Regions from separate parts of the Rattus norvegicus genome. Here region 2 is linked to region 1. The links are chromatin contacts, called in public Hi-C maps. All regions are on one chromosome and are shown on one strand. The core of a region is the stretch at or near the end of the contact, and the rest is flanking DNA. Distances in the headings are between cores, read along the strand shown.

Region 1 (6,803 bases), core at 1,244-3,743:
ATGTATTTTACAGAGATAGATGGTCTTCAAACACTTCAGAGATCTACAGAACGTGGCGTTTAAGATGCTTTAATTATTTATGGTGTTCTGTGGCAGTGAGATACGTCAGCCCTTGCCAGCACCCCCATGCTACTTCAAACAAGAGGGCGGAATTTGAAGAACGTCCATATGGAGTTTGCTTCAAACGTCACAGAGAAAGCCCATGGGCAGAAGACTGCCCTTTCCTCGACTTCTGTCAGCATACTGTTCACACTGGGCAGCCATGACACAGAGGAAGTGGACTGCTGAACTTTGCCAGGACAAGCTAGGCCAGTCCTTCACAATTCCTGCTTTACAAATAAGTCTGTCAGATAGTCTAACCCTGTACACCGAAGATGGATGCCCCAGTGTTACAGAGAAATCCTGGGAGACTGATCAGGCAGCCAGATGTCTCTGTCGTTTTTATAGTGTTGGACGTTGTTTTCTCTGCTCTTCCTGTTTACTCAGATAATATTTATCCTTCTCAGGTCTCTGTTGGGGTTGGAGAGACAGTTATGGTCTCATATAAAAGCTTGAGCTCTTTAGGGTATAAGAAAATGTTCAAAGGTCTAAAAAGATATTTTTAAGTTGGTAATGTAAATTATAAAGGTTAAAAGATATAAACATTTATATAATGATAAAAATGACTTAGGTACAGGACTTCGGACTCATCAAAATAGGGTAGATGGTGGAATAGTTCTTAAAGGTTGCTAGATACAAATGGACTGCACATTGTGAATGTAATTCCTACCTGATAGTTCTCATAATTGTTCCTACTGTGTAAGTGTATTGATGTTATAGAAAGAACTTGGACTAAAAGGGGAGATGTTGGAATAATGTCAGATCTCTCTACAATTACTTGTCCTGCAGGATTGTAGGGTATGTTAATATCACGTTTCCTATGTCGAAGCATTATCAACTTCGGTCTGTAAAAAGGCATTTCCAATATTGTTATCTAAATGTGCAATCTGAAAAACAGCATTTTCAGAAGCATTGAAACCTCGAGTATCAATGTTTTACCATGTGCATATATCCTATTCTCTCAACTCTACAAAATGAAACACATAACTTATTGTATGGTATTGCTGTAAGGTAGCATCATTAAACAGAACCTTTACGTTTAACTCAGCATACAGATCTCCATATAGTAATTGATCCTTGACAATATTAATACAATATCTAGTCTGGTTCCGTCGGCTCCTGCTGTAGCCTCTTTACTTAGCATCTCGACAGGCTGCCATTCTGCGATGCAATCACAAGGTGACGCTGTAGGCTTTAGACTGGTTTCCTCTGAAGCTCCTTTATTCTGAATCAAAGGATTCTCTTTTCTATTGCCTTCGATCTAGCATTTTTTCAGTCTTTTCCTTCTCTAAGTCTGTCTCTGGAAAAGGACATATAAAACTAATTACTACCGAAAATATAATTATTTGTTTACTGATAATTGAAACAAAATTATACAGAATCCACATGCCTCTGCCACTGTATTTTCCATTTTTTAACAAAGTATCTTCTTTTTAATCGCTTTAATTCTCTTTCCTTTGGAGACTTCTCTTTATTGCGCACACTTACAGAATTTTTCTTTCTCCTTTTTTTGTAGACTTTATAGTCAAACTCAGTATTTCTTTCTATGATTGTGTTCAGTCTATTTTCTTTAGCATATATGTATCTTTCAAAACACTCTACTTCTCTTTATCTGTCAGAGATTTTACTTTCTATGCATATTTATTTATTTCTCTTTTACCGTTTTCGAACTTAATATCTTTTACTGCGTTTAATTTTCTCTAAACTCTTTCTGTGGTTTAGTCTTTTTCATTTTTCTTTTTTAAGAATTATTTATTTATTTTATGTATGGGAGTACATTGCTGCTCTCTCTTCAGACACTCCAGAAGGGGACATCAGATCCCATTACAGATGGTTGTGAACCACTATGTGGTTGTGGGAATTGAACTCAGGACCTCTGGTAGAGCAGTCAGTGCTCTTAAATGCTGAGCCATCTCTCCAGCCCCCTTTTCACTTTTCTTAACACTCTTTCTGCATACTTTTGCTGACATAGCGATAAGCTTCTCCGTCCGCTGCCTTCTGCACCAGTGCAGGCTCTTTCTGCTGCACAGCTCATCTCGCTGGCTGCTGGCTCTGCTAGTCTTGCTTGGCAGCTTCTGAGCTTAGGGTTTTGTTCTTAGGCTGGCCTGTGTTGTGAAGCCTGTCCCCTCCTACCACCCTGGGCGGGACGGGTCCGCTGTTTGCCCTCCCATGACGGTCCAGCCTCACCTTGTCGGGCACCAGCTGGCCCCTCGCCTACTCGCTCCAGCTCTGGGAAGTTGCTGGGACCGCGCTGCGGCCGGGCCGCCGTTTCTACCTCGTCTCCTGGTGATGAACTGGATCTGCGTTCCTGCGAGCCGCAGTGCGGGCGCTCCTTGCGAGCCGCGGTGGATTGATGGCTCTGCCACAGCCAGAAGAACGTCTGGAACCCTGCTGCGGAGCGCAGGCAGCACCCAGCTGAGTTAGCTCACCCGCTGTATTCAAGTGCTCCGCTGCACAGCAGGGCCTCTGAAGGAGCTGTGCCTTTGAAGTGCCCTAAGGCTTCCGCTCCCCATTCCTTCCTGGCTGTGCTACTCATCAGGGTCTGAAGGCATCTCTTGACCGGCCAGAGATGACCGGCCACCTCCTGCCCAGCTAGAAAACTGCTATGGGAAGTATTTGTTCTCTGCTTTTCGCAAGCCTGAAGCTTGGATATTATGTGCCCTTACGTTGGAAGCCAAATGTAACCGTGATGGTCTTTGTATGCTCCCCCTTGCTCCGAGTGATGCCAGGAACACTTACTATATGTATTATGAGTTTAGGTACTATTGCTGGGCAGATTTAGCCAGTTTAACCTAGCAATATTGGCCTGACCTATGTCCCCCCACGTGGTGTATTATCTTTTAATTAGACGTCTGTCTCTTAGTCCTTGCTTCTTTCTCCAAGTCTGGGTAGGAACTCCTGCCTCTCTGGCCCCCACTGAGACCTCTCTTTCTACCGGGAAGTTCTGTCTTTTCTCTCCAGCCCGTCCATTCAGATCTTTATTTAACCAATCACAAGGTGATGAAGAACAATGTTTATAAAATACCGAGACAGGAGGTGCTTCATACTAGTGACAGAACAAGTCCTGCCTGACTTCAGATCTCTGCCAGCACAGAAATCAGCATTTGAATAATACAAAGATAATCTTTACACAGTGCACAAAACGCCACTCCTCCAAAATGTGTCCTGGAATTCTTGCTTTTCTGCTGGGGAGAGGCTTCAGACAGACTTCAGAGCAAGGGGCTCTCTCTTTCTCATGCAGCCATAATTTTCCCTGTCTCTGTGCAAGTACACTGGGTCTATAGTGAGCTGAGAGAGAGCAGGTGTGAATCCCCATGGCACAGAGTGATTTCAAATCTTTCAGCAGATTGTGTCAAGGTCTGTGTCACACAGGAAGCTTCTGCTCTGGGAGGCTGCTAGCCATGAGCACCAAGTATGCACTCTGTGCACAATTATGGAAGAGCTTTGCTGGGAGTGGTACTCTGGGCTGTCAGAATGTGAAATATATTGTTCCAAGTCTTCCTGACTTTTATTACATACACAGTGTTCTGCATATATATGACAGAAGAGGGCACCAGATCTTACTATAGATGGCTGTGAGCCACCATGTGGTTGCTGGGAATCGAACTCAGGACCTCTGGAAGAGCAGTCAGTGCTCTTAACCACTGAGCCATCTCTCCAGCCCGCCTTCTTGACTTTTAAAGTTTCCATTGGATAACCAGATATTATTCTGATGGTCCTGAAATCAGCATCTGTCTGTCTGTGTTTCTTAATTAACTAGTATTAGGGTTGATACCCAAGGTGATAATAGTGATGAGGGGGTGTGTGTGTGAAGAAGAGTGGAAGAGAGAAGAACCTACAAAGTAGCAAAGTCCAGCATACAGTGCACGTCTTAAATGGTTATTGTACTGTAGACACCCTGTGACCCTGTGGAGTGGTGCAATGGCTGGGCGGTGAGAAACTGATGATGTATTTTGCAACATGGCGTGCAACATGTCATTAGGCTATCATGGTTTTCTGTTGTTTCTTGTCTGTATTTAATTCATTAAATTTATGTGTGTGTATGAGTGTGTGTATGTGTGTGCATGTATGTGTGTGTGTATGCGTGCGTGCGTGCGTGTGTCTGAAAGAGAGAGAGAGAGAGAGAGAGAGAGAGAGAGAGAGAGAGAGAGAGAGATTTCACTCTGTAGCCCAAGATGGCCTGGGACTCCAGTAACCTTTCTGTTTTGGGGCTGCAAGCACGAGCTACCATACCCAGCTGTTTTGCTCCCCCTCCTCTGAGAAAGAGTCTCAAGCTTCTCAGAACTTACTATAGGAGTTGGTGTTTAACTCTGGTCTTTGTGGTTATTGGAGAAGCATTTCTATCACTAAACAGTCTCCCCAGTTCTCCTTTTTTGGGGGGAGGGGGAATAAGGTCTCATATACCCCAGGCTAGCCTCTCTCTGTAACTGAAGTTGACCTCATTTTTTGTTTTGTATTTTAATTAGATTTAGTCATTTATGTGTGTTTTGCCTGCATGTATGTGTACCAAGTGTGTGCTTTGTACCCAAAGAGGTCTGGGAAGTACATCAGCTGGAACTGGAGTTACAGACAGTCCTGAACCATCTCATGGGTGGTGGGAATTGAGTCTGGATCCTCTGCAAGAGCAAAAGGTGCTCCTAACTTCTAGCCATCTCTCCAGCCCCGGGCCTCAAATTCTTGCCTGGACCTCCTAAATGCTGAGTTTAGAAATATGCATTGCCATAGTGGGTTGCTGCCACTGATCTTAACCTCGTATAGTTTCTTTCTATATGAAGTCAACAGCCTTCATTTTATTTCAAGGAAGTACTGCATGGCTTCTGATTGGCATTGGAGTTGCCAGCATTGCTACCCTGGGCTTTGGGGCTATTAATAAAATAAAAGTTAGCTGCAACCCAGTGATGGCTGATATGATAGCATAGCTGAGAAGTCAGTGATGAGTTGGGAGAATGTACTGCAGGAGTCACTGCGTAGAGAAAGGTGCAGGCCTCTATGTGAAGAGGCCTCTGTGTGACGAGGCCTCTGTGTGCTGAGGCCTCTGTGCGCTTGCAGCTGTTGCTGTGGGAACTCCCCGCAGAGGGAGAGCTCGAATCTCTATGCCACAGCAGTTGTTGTAAGGATTATGCAGGAGTCTTACAAGCACATCTCATGACATCAATTATCATTCCTTAACCTTTTTGTTATGTGTTATGGAATGGGCAAGAACGTGGGAGAATACTAAAACCAAGAAGGGGATCCAGTACTGGCTCAAAAAGGAGAATGCAGGGGTTGGGGATTTAGCTCAGTGGTAGAGCGCTTGCCTAGCAAGCGCCTGGGTTCAGTCCCCAGCTCCGGAAAAAAAAGAAAAAGAAGAGAGAGAGAGAGAGAGAGAGAGAGAGAGAGAGAGAGAGAGAGAGAGAATGCAGACTCAGGCCTCTTACAGAGATAAACCTGTCTTTTCCTCCAGGTTTTTTTGTTTGTTTTGTTTTTGTTTTTGTTTTTTTTCTTTTCTTTTCTTTTCTTTTTTTTTTTTTTGGTTTTTGTTTTTTTCATTGCTAAGAACCAAACCCAGAGCTACCCTCAGGCTAATGAGGATCCAAGTACAACTCCAGCTCTGAATGATTGATTTCTTCGTTTGAGACAAGTGTTATCCCAGACTGGCCTTGAACTCAAATCCTCCTGCCTCAGCATCCATAGTGCTGAAACTATACTTAAGACTCTATCACATCCTGATTAAATGAATAATGTCTTTTTATTCATTTATTCAGTGTTTTGCTTGCATGTGTGTATGTGTACCATGTGTGCCTGGTGCCCTCTGAGGTCAGAAGAGAGCTCTGGAACAGGAGTTGTGGATAGTGGTGAGCCACTGTGTAGGTGCTGGGAATTGAACCCGGGTCTTCAGCAAGAAAATCGCTTTTAACCATTCAGTCTTCTCTCCTGTCCTTTAGATGAGTCGCTTCCTACTAAAAAGCCGAAAAACCCAAGCCGAGGCCATGTACTATTACAATGCAGAGTTCATGAGGCCCCTGGGTACAATCCTCAGCACACTCACTCACGTGCAGACACACACACACACACACACACACACACACACACACACACACACACAGCATCTTTGACCATAAGCTCCAGGCTTCCCATTCAGAATGTGTACAATGTGAACTACACTGTGTGTGGTGCTCAATGACAGAATGGTTTGTGAAATAGCATCCTCAGATGCCAAAACTGTAAGTTGAAAACGATAAGCTCAGGTGGCCAGAATGGCCCAGAGGGTAAACGTGCTTGCTGTGTAAGCCCGATGACCTGAATTTGATATGGAACCTACAGTAAAGGGCTGGAGATGGCTCAGCGGGTAAGAGCAACGACTGCTCTTCCAGAGGTCCTGAGTTCAAATCCCAGCAACCACATGGTGGCTCACAACCATCTGTAATGGGATCTGATGCCCTCTTCTGGTGTGTCTGAAAACAGTGTACCCACATACATGAAATAAATCTTAAAAAAAAAAAAAGAACCCTCCAAAATTGTCCGAGTCCACATGCATGAGTATACAATAATGATAATAATAATAATAACAATAATAAACTATAATAGTGTGCATGTGGAGGCCAGAAAACCTGTCATGTTGCTCTTAGGAGCCTGACCCCCTTCTCATTTGCTCTAGAGCTCAACAATTAGACTGGCCACACTTGGCAGTGAGCTCCAGGGTTATCTTACCTCTGCCACCCAGT
Region 2 (6,803 bases), core at 1,234-3,733, 130 kb after region 1:
TTTTCTTTTCTTAGATTCCTTAATTCCTGGGACTATAGGCACCCAGCACCTTACTCAGCTTTTAGCTATTCTAGAGTGAAATAAAGCTTAGCATACATTTATTTTTTATTATTACTTTGGTGTTTTGAAACAGAACTATGTGGACCAGACTGGCCTTGAACTCACAGATATCTGTTTCTGCCTTCTGAATGTTTGAAATTAAAGTTGTTCATCACCATACCCAACATTTTAAAAATATTAAAATATATTTTAAATATGCATGGGTGTGTTTTGCCTGTATGTATGTATGTCTGTGCACTATGTGCAGTGGCACAGAGGTAAGATGTTTGCAAGATGTCTTGTTGGTCCTGGGAACTCAATAAAGTCAGGTCCTAGCCTGAGCCAGCCAGTGCTCTTAACTGCTGAGTCATCTCTCTTCCAGTACCTACATTTCTCCTTTCTCTCTTTCTTTTCCTTTCTTTTCTTTCTTACTATTTATCTTTTCTTCCTTCCTTTCTTTCTTTGTGGGGGGTGGAATACAGGAACAAGTGGGGTGGTAAGGACTGGACATAAAAAGATAGGGTCTCACTATGTAAAAAAGCTTGGACTTGAATTCAAGATTTTCCCTGCTAATGCCACTGAGCACTGTAGTGAAAGTGGCCACCACACCTGGCCCTATCGTTATCTTTATTAATATCTTTCCAGATATTATAAGCCTGAAAAGGCAAGATGTAAAACAACTATAAATTGCCAAAGTGTAAAGAAAAATAAAACAATTTATAGTATGGTATCATTTAGATATAGGGGACTCAACACTGATTACTTCTGGGTAGGGCACTCTAGGCAGGGTACTGAGAACATGTGGGGAAGTTTGTTTTGCAGATGATCCTTTGATAGTTCACATTAGATTTATTTTTACAAAAGCAAATATTTATTACCCCTGTAATTTTAGAATTTATCTTTATTTTATGCCTGAATTTTTGTCTCTGTGCTAGAAGGTTTCAATTCCCTTAATACTAAAGTTAGAAACTGTTAAAAGCTTCCATGTGGGTTCGAGAATCAAACCCTGGATTCTAAGGAAGAGTAGCCAGTGTTCTTAACCACTTAAACTATCTCTCTAGCCCTACATCTGTAATTATTTAAACACAAACACACAACTTTAAAGTCCTAAAGTGAAAAGAAGCAACACATAGTTTCTACAAGACTATATGCATGTCCTTTTAAAAGACAGGACAATCTTGAACTTTAGAATCTGTGTGTGTGTGTACTGAGTTATTCAACATCGAAGAAGGCTGGCCTCTACCAGTAAATTGGGATTGTGTGTATATGCTATCATACCTAGCTGTAAAGAATCTTTCTTTCAGTCTCTATTCAACTTCCATTTCCCCACAATGGCTTCTCCCCTGTCCATCTCTGATTTATTTTTATTTTATCCCACCTGTTTTCTTAATTATTAGTTATGTTTGGGGTAGGATCTTGCTATGTAACCAAGGGCTTAAGATCTTCTTTGGAACCGTTGCAGATAATAAATGCATTAAAATGGGGAAGGAGTATTAGATTCTGGAAGGGATTTTTTTTTTCCCCTAGACACAGGAATTTTTCTCTGTAGCCTTGGCTGCCCTAGAAATCAGAGATTCATCTGCCCTACTTTGGATTAAAGGCCATTGTGATCTTTAATCCCAATGGTGACCATCCAGCTTTTTTTTTTTTTCCTTAAGGATTTTTATTTAATGTGAATGGGCGTTTTACCTTCGTGTATATCTGTGCACCATGTTTGTGCATTGCTCCCTGAGGCCAGAAGAGGGTGTCAGATTCCTTGGAACTGGAGTTAAAGAGCAGGAGCTTCTTTATTCTGGAGATAGAATGTGGGTTCTCTGGAAGAGGAAGCACCCAATATTCTTAGTCACTGAGCTATGTTCCCAACCTCTCAAAATAGTTATTAATATAAAAGACTGTAAACCATTGGCAAGATGTTTGGGAGCTCTTTGGAAACCAATGCTACAAAGTTGCAGCTGGTAGTGGTGGTGCACACGTTAATCCCAGGAAGATGCAGGAGCATTTTTGTAAATGTAAGTAAGGTTAGTTTGATCTACATAGTGAGTCCAGGTCAGCCAAAGCTACATTGTGAGACATGGCCTTTCAAAAACAAACAAAAAAAGTAACTGCTTTGGGAATCAGGAGATCTAGGCTCTACTATTCATTTGTTTCATTTCACTCGGTGATCTGCAAAAATAAAAACTTCCAAATCCGTGTGAAACAAGTAGCCCTGAAAAAAAACCAAAAAACAAAACCTTCCTAAACCCAAAGGGCGGTCCCAGCGGGCAGCTGCAATGTAGCAGGAGTGTCAGACCCATTGAAGCATGCTGGGCCAGCATGGAGCCATGGAGCGAACTACAACTCCCAACTTGCTTTGCGCCCCACTGTCCTACGCTAGCACGCGAGCCTACCCGCCCCTCCAGCCTCCAGTTACTGTGTATCGCGAGAAGACGGGCCGCTCTGGCGGTAGCGATAACGAGCCTTGGTGGTGGTGGTAGTGGTGGTGGTAGTGGCGGTGGCGGCCGAGACGGCGGCGGCCATTTTGGTGAGGCCTCGGGAGCAGCGGCGGCGGCGGGGTCGCTGAGAGTAGCGTCTCCTTTTTCTTCAGCTCACTGATCTCACCTTCGTGGCGTGACTAGAAGCGGTGGGAGCACTGGAGTGGCTCTTGTTGCGGCCCTTAGGGGAATTTAAAGCAGTGAAGGCGGTGACCAAGAGGGGGCCCTCCCCCCTCCTCGGCGGGAGGGGGGGTGGTGAGCACGCCCCCGAGGACGCAGGTAAGGAGAGGGAGACAAGATGGCGGAGGCTCCACAGTTTCCCCTCCCCTGACGGGTGACTGCGCGCGCATCTACGAGCGCCTCTTCCCACCTTCCCGGGGTGCTGCGCGCGCACCGTCAGCGGGGCCCTGGGGCCTGGTGAGCAAGGTTGCCTGCGCGCGCCCATAGAGACGTCGTGGGGGGTGGGGGGGGTCAAGCGAAGTGGCACCTGGTGTCGGAGCGTCTCCTTGCCCTCCTGCCCTTCTGCGCACGCGTGCGTGAGCGAGCAAACCCCGAGAGGACGGACCCAGGTGCGCTTTGCCCGCCCACCAACCTGCCTCCCCTCAGGGGAGAGGAAGAGGAAAGGGAGCATGAGACGAATAGTCCGGGCGCATGCCCACCATAATCCATTTAGGAGACCGAGACTTTGCGCACGAACTCTTCCTTCCTGAGCCTTTTGCGGTCTGTTGATGTGTGGGCGCTGACGGACGCGGACTTCTGAGTCCTGTGACCCAGTCTATGGGATAGGGTTCTGGCGGGAACCCCCCCACCCTCAGGCCGTGCGCGCTGCCGGCTCACCCCGCCTCCAGCCGCGCACGCGCCAGCCCCTCCCCCAGCCTGGCGCGCACGTTGGGTGGGGTGGGCGACCGTGAGGGGGCGGGGCTGCTGTCTTAGTTGTAAAAACTTGGCAGAGGTCAAGGGTCATGTTGGGTCAGTCTACTGAGGGGTATTGGGAGATCATTAGGAATGCTGGAGTCAATAGTTGAGGCCCCATGGATTTGGATTTCCTCCAATCCTCGGAATGTTCTGGAGGGTGAATCAAGGCAGCACAGCACCTAGATAAGGAGTTAACTGGACTTAAGCTTCTGGGCCTTGAATACTTTAACCCTGCTTGTTTCCGGCTGTTGGGTCTCGTTGGAGCCTACTTCACTTATGCCCGCTTAAAAAGCGCTTTCTTTAAAGTTCTTTGGCTCTTTCGTCTTGCTCGTTCTGTATCCAAAGGGTCCAACTATTTGCTTTTTGTTTTTTTTGGGAACTCCACTCTCATTTCTGTTAAGTTCTCACTGAAAAGGCAAAGAAGCTGTCAGGCATCCAGGAGGCTTTGGCAACTTCTAGATAAGTCCTTCAGTTGTCTGTCGGAGCTTTAAGTGCTTTTAGCTTTTACAGTTTTGTTTTTTTTTGTTGTTGCCTTATTTCTTCTCTGCTCTTATTCAGCCAGAATGTATAACCTTGTGAAATTCTCCATACAAAACACAATTTGCTTTTGTTGCCACAACATGTATATACACTGCATGCATGCTTGGTGTCCTAACAGGCCAGAAGAATAAATTGGGTCCACTGGAACTGGAGTTTTAGCAGTTATGAACTGCAATTGTGGGTGCTTGCAATGAAACCCAGGACCTCTGCAAGAGCAATAAATACTCTTTTTTTTTTTTTCTTTTTTTTTTCTTTTTTTCGGAGCTGGGGACCAAACCCAGGGCCTTGCGCTTGCTAGGCAAGCGGTCTACCACTGAGCTAAATCCCCAACCCCAGCAATAATACTATTAAATCACTGAAGCATTTCTTCACACCCACCTCCAGGGCCTCACTGTGCTACAACCTAGCCCAGTTTACTGTCTTATTTTTCTGAAGCCTGAGCTTTTCCTATTACTATTATATGAAATGACTTTGGGTGTATTTTAAAGTCCAATAAAGCTGGTGTAAGTAACCTTAAATGGGTATTGATTGAGAAATGTGGGTTCTATCCTCATTGCTGCTTCCTCTCCTGTTTTAGGTGTGATTGCCTTCTTTACAGCACGGCACCGTGGAAGTGCAGACTTTCACAGGGGGTGTGGTCTCTGCTCACACAGGTGAGCTCACCTTCAGATACAATTTTGTATGCTGATGTTAAGTGGGAGTAAAACTGTATGAAATAATGAGAGAATAGGTTTCAAGTGGTTATTTGCATGTGTTTTCTGTGGAGGATTTGGTGATAATGGTACAATGGAACTGGGGCTGAAAAAGGGAAGGTGTTACTTTAGCACTGCCAGGGAGAGCACTGAGTATTATATTTTTCTGTGGTCTGTTTCTTTCTTTCTTTCTTTTTTTTTTTGGTTTGGTTTGGTTTGGTTTTTGGTTTTGCTTGGTTGTTTTCTTTTTTCCTTTTTTGTTGTTGTTTTCCCAAGTCAGAGTTTCTCTGTGTGACCCTTCATGTTCTAAAACTTTATTTGTAGATCAGGCTGGCCTTCAACTCAAATTTTTGTCTCTGCCTCCCAGTGCTAGGATTAAAGGCCTCTGCCACCAACCTGGCTTCTTCAGTGTTTTGAAATAAGCTATCTGGATTTAAGTTCTCCTACTGTTATCTTTCTTCTTTGTTTTCTTTTCTATTTTTCTTAAGACAACCTCACATAATTTAACTGGCCTCAGCCTGTATAGCTGAGAATAATCTTAAGTGGTTTTGATCCTCTTGCCTCAAGTGTACTATCATGACACAATTCTCTGTGGTTCTAGGCACGAAATCTCAGGCTCTGAGGGTACTAGTCAAGTATCCTACCAAGTGAGCTTTGTCCTCAGCTCTATGCTTCTCCCTGTTCCTTCTCTGTTTTCCTTTTTAAGAGAGGGGATCTCAGTCTCTAGCCTAAGCTGACTTTGAATTCATAGCAGTGATTCTGCCTTAGCCCCCTAAAAGCTTGGGATTATAGGTATGAACCACCACCCCTGACATATTTCTTCGTTTTTGTTTGTTGTTGTTGTTGCTGTGAGGGGTTTTTTGTTTGTTTTTTGGGTTTTGTTTGTTTGTTTGTTTGTTTGTTGGAGATAGGGCTTAGTTCTGTAGCCCTGGCTGTCCCGGAACTTTTTCTATAGACCAGGCTGGCCATTTGAACTCACAGAAGTCCACCTGCCTCTTGTCTCCTGAGTGCTGGGGTTAAAGACATATACCACAACTGCCTAGCATATTTCTTCTTTTGAAATGAGATCTTATGAGTTTGAGGCTGTCTCTAATGCCTATGTTCAAACAATTGTCCCCCAGCGTCCCATCAGCTGTGAAATATAGGCATATATAAAATGTCTGTCCTACCACCTTTGGTTAAGCAAGTACTTCCAGGTATTTATACATAGTAAATATCCAAGAAACATAGGAATAAGTAGCATCTTGAGAGTCTCTTGGTCAATGTATAACCAAAGATGACCTTGACCTTCTGGTCTTCCTTTACTTCCCAAGCTTTCAGATTGAAGGAGTTTTCCACCCTGCTGGCTTTAGGTAGGGTTGAGAATTGAACCCATGTTTCATGGGTGTTAGAACCAGCTGAGCTACCTTCTTATCCTGAAAACAGTTAACCCCAGCACTTTGGAAACTGAGGCAGGAGGATAGTAAGTCCCAGGTCATTCTGGATAGTAGACTAAGACCCTATCTGTCTCAAAAACAATTGTTTTAATAGCCTTTAATTTCTACTTGTTTTTTCTTTTCTTGTTTTTGTTTGTTTGTTTTGTCTTGTTTTGTTTTATCCAACTGTAGGTACTCCAGAGGCTGGTGGACCTGAGCGGAGGCTGGGACGCCCTGGTGGGCCCCGGGCCCTGGAAGGCAGGTCCCGGTGGCTGGTGGCCCAGAATGAGGCCAGCTCCCAGCATGCCCTGCAGCCGGACACCAGCCACTCGGCCTGCAGCAACGGTGGTAATAACCCAGTCATTCTTCAGGCATCCAGCAAGGAGCCTGGGAGTGGGACCATGCAGAGCAGCCCCTCCCCTGCTCATCCTCAGCTCCCAATCCTACAGACACAGGTTTGAAAGTGGGAAAGGATCCTTTGATTATTTTCTGTGAACTCACTCATGGCTTTGAGATAGAAGTGGTGTTGCAGGCCTGAATACCCACACAAATAGCTGAGTTTGAACTCTCTCAAATAGATAGGGGTATAATATATGTGAAGCCTAAATTTTTCTTTTTTAATTTGGTTTTCTAAGACAAGAGTTTTTCCATCTATTGTCTTGGAACTTGCTCTGTAGAACAAGGTGGTCTTGAACTCAGATCCATTTGTCTCTGACTTCCAAGTGCTGTGA

The links. Hi-C and Micro-C count contacts between places; a contact is called where the count stands out from the background.
Region 2: a contact with region 1 is called in a Hi-C map of Schwann cells, with 5 times the contacts expected there. The contact joins the promoter of Srcap here to the enhancer-like site in region 1. A contact is called at or near these places in 8 of 12 Hi-C or Micro-C datasets (the A7r5 cell line, the Rat2 cell line, Schwann cells and 5 more).

The regions. Positions count from the first base shown.
Region 1 is chr1:191,425,463-191,432,265 of GRCr8, forward strand. No RefSeq gene overlaps it. Among named protein-coding and RNA genes, the nearest start is that of Zfp764l1, 7.5 kb to the right of the region's middle. Within about 2 kb of position 2,494, at least 46 of the 93 cell types and tissues checked have an H3K27ac peak or open chromatin away from gene starts, as enhancers often do. A contact at or near this core is called in Schwann cells and liver, where this site is marked.
Region 2 is chr1:191,551,560-191,558,362 of GRCr8, forward strand. Srcap (Snf2-related CREBBP activator protein) reads left to right here and starts at 2,484. Exons shown (of 34, transcript NM_001426934.1): 1 at 2,484-2,789; 2 at 4,543-4,618; 3 at 6,265-6,527. The coding sequence starts at 6,474. It overlaps LOC120099937 (a long non-coding RNA gene), which reads right to left and starts at 1,853. Exons shown (of 2, transcript XR_005499475.2): 1 at 1,729-1,853.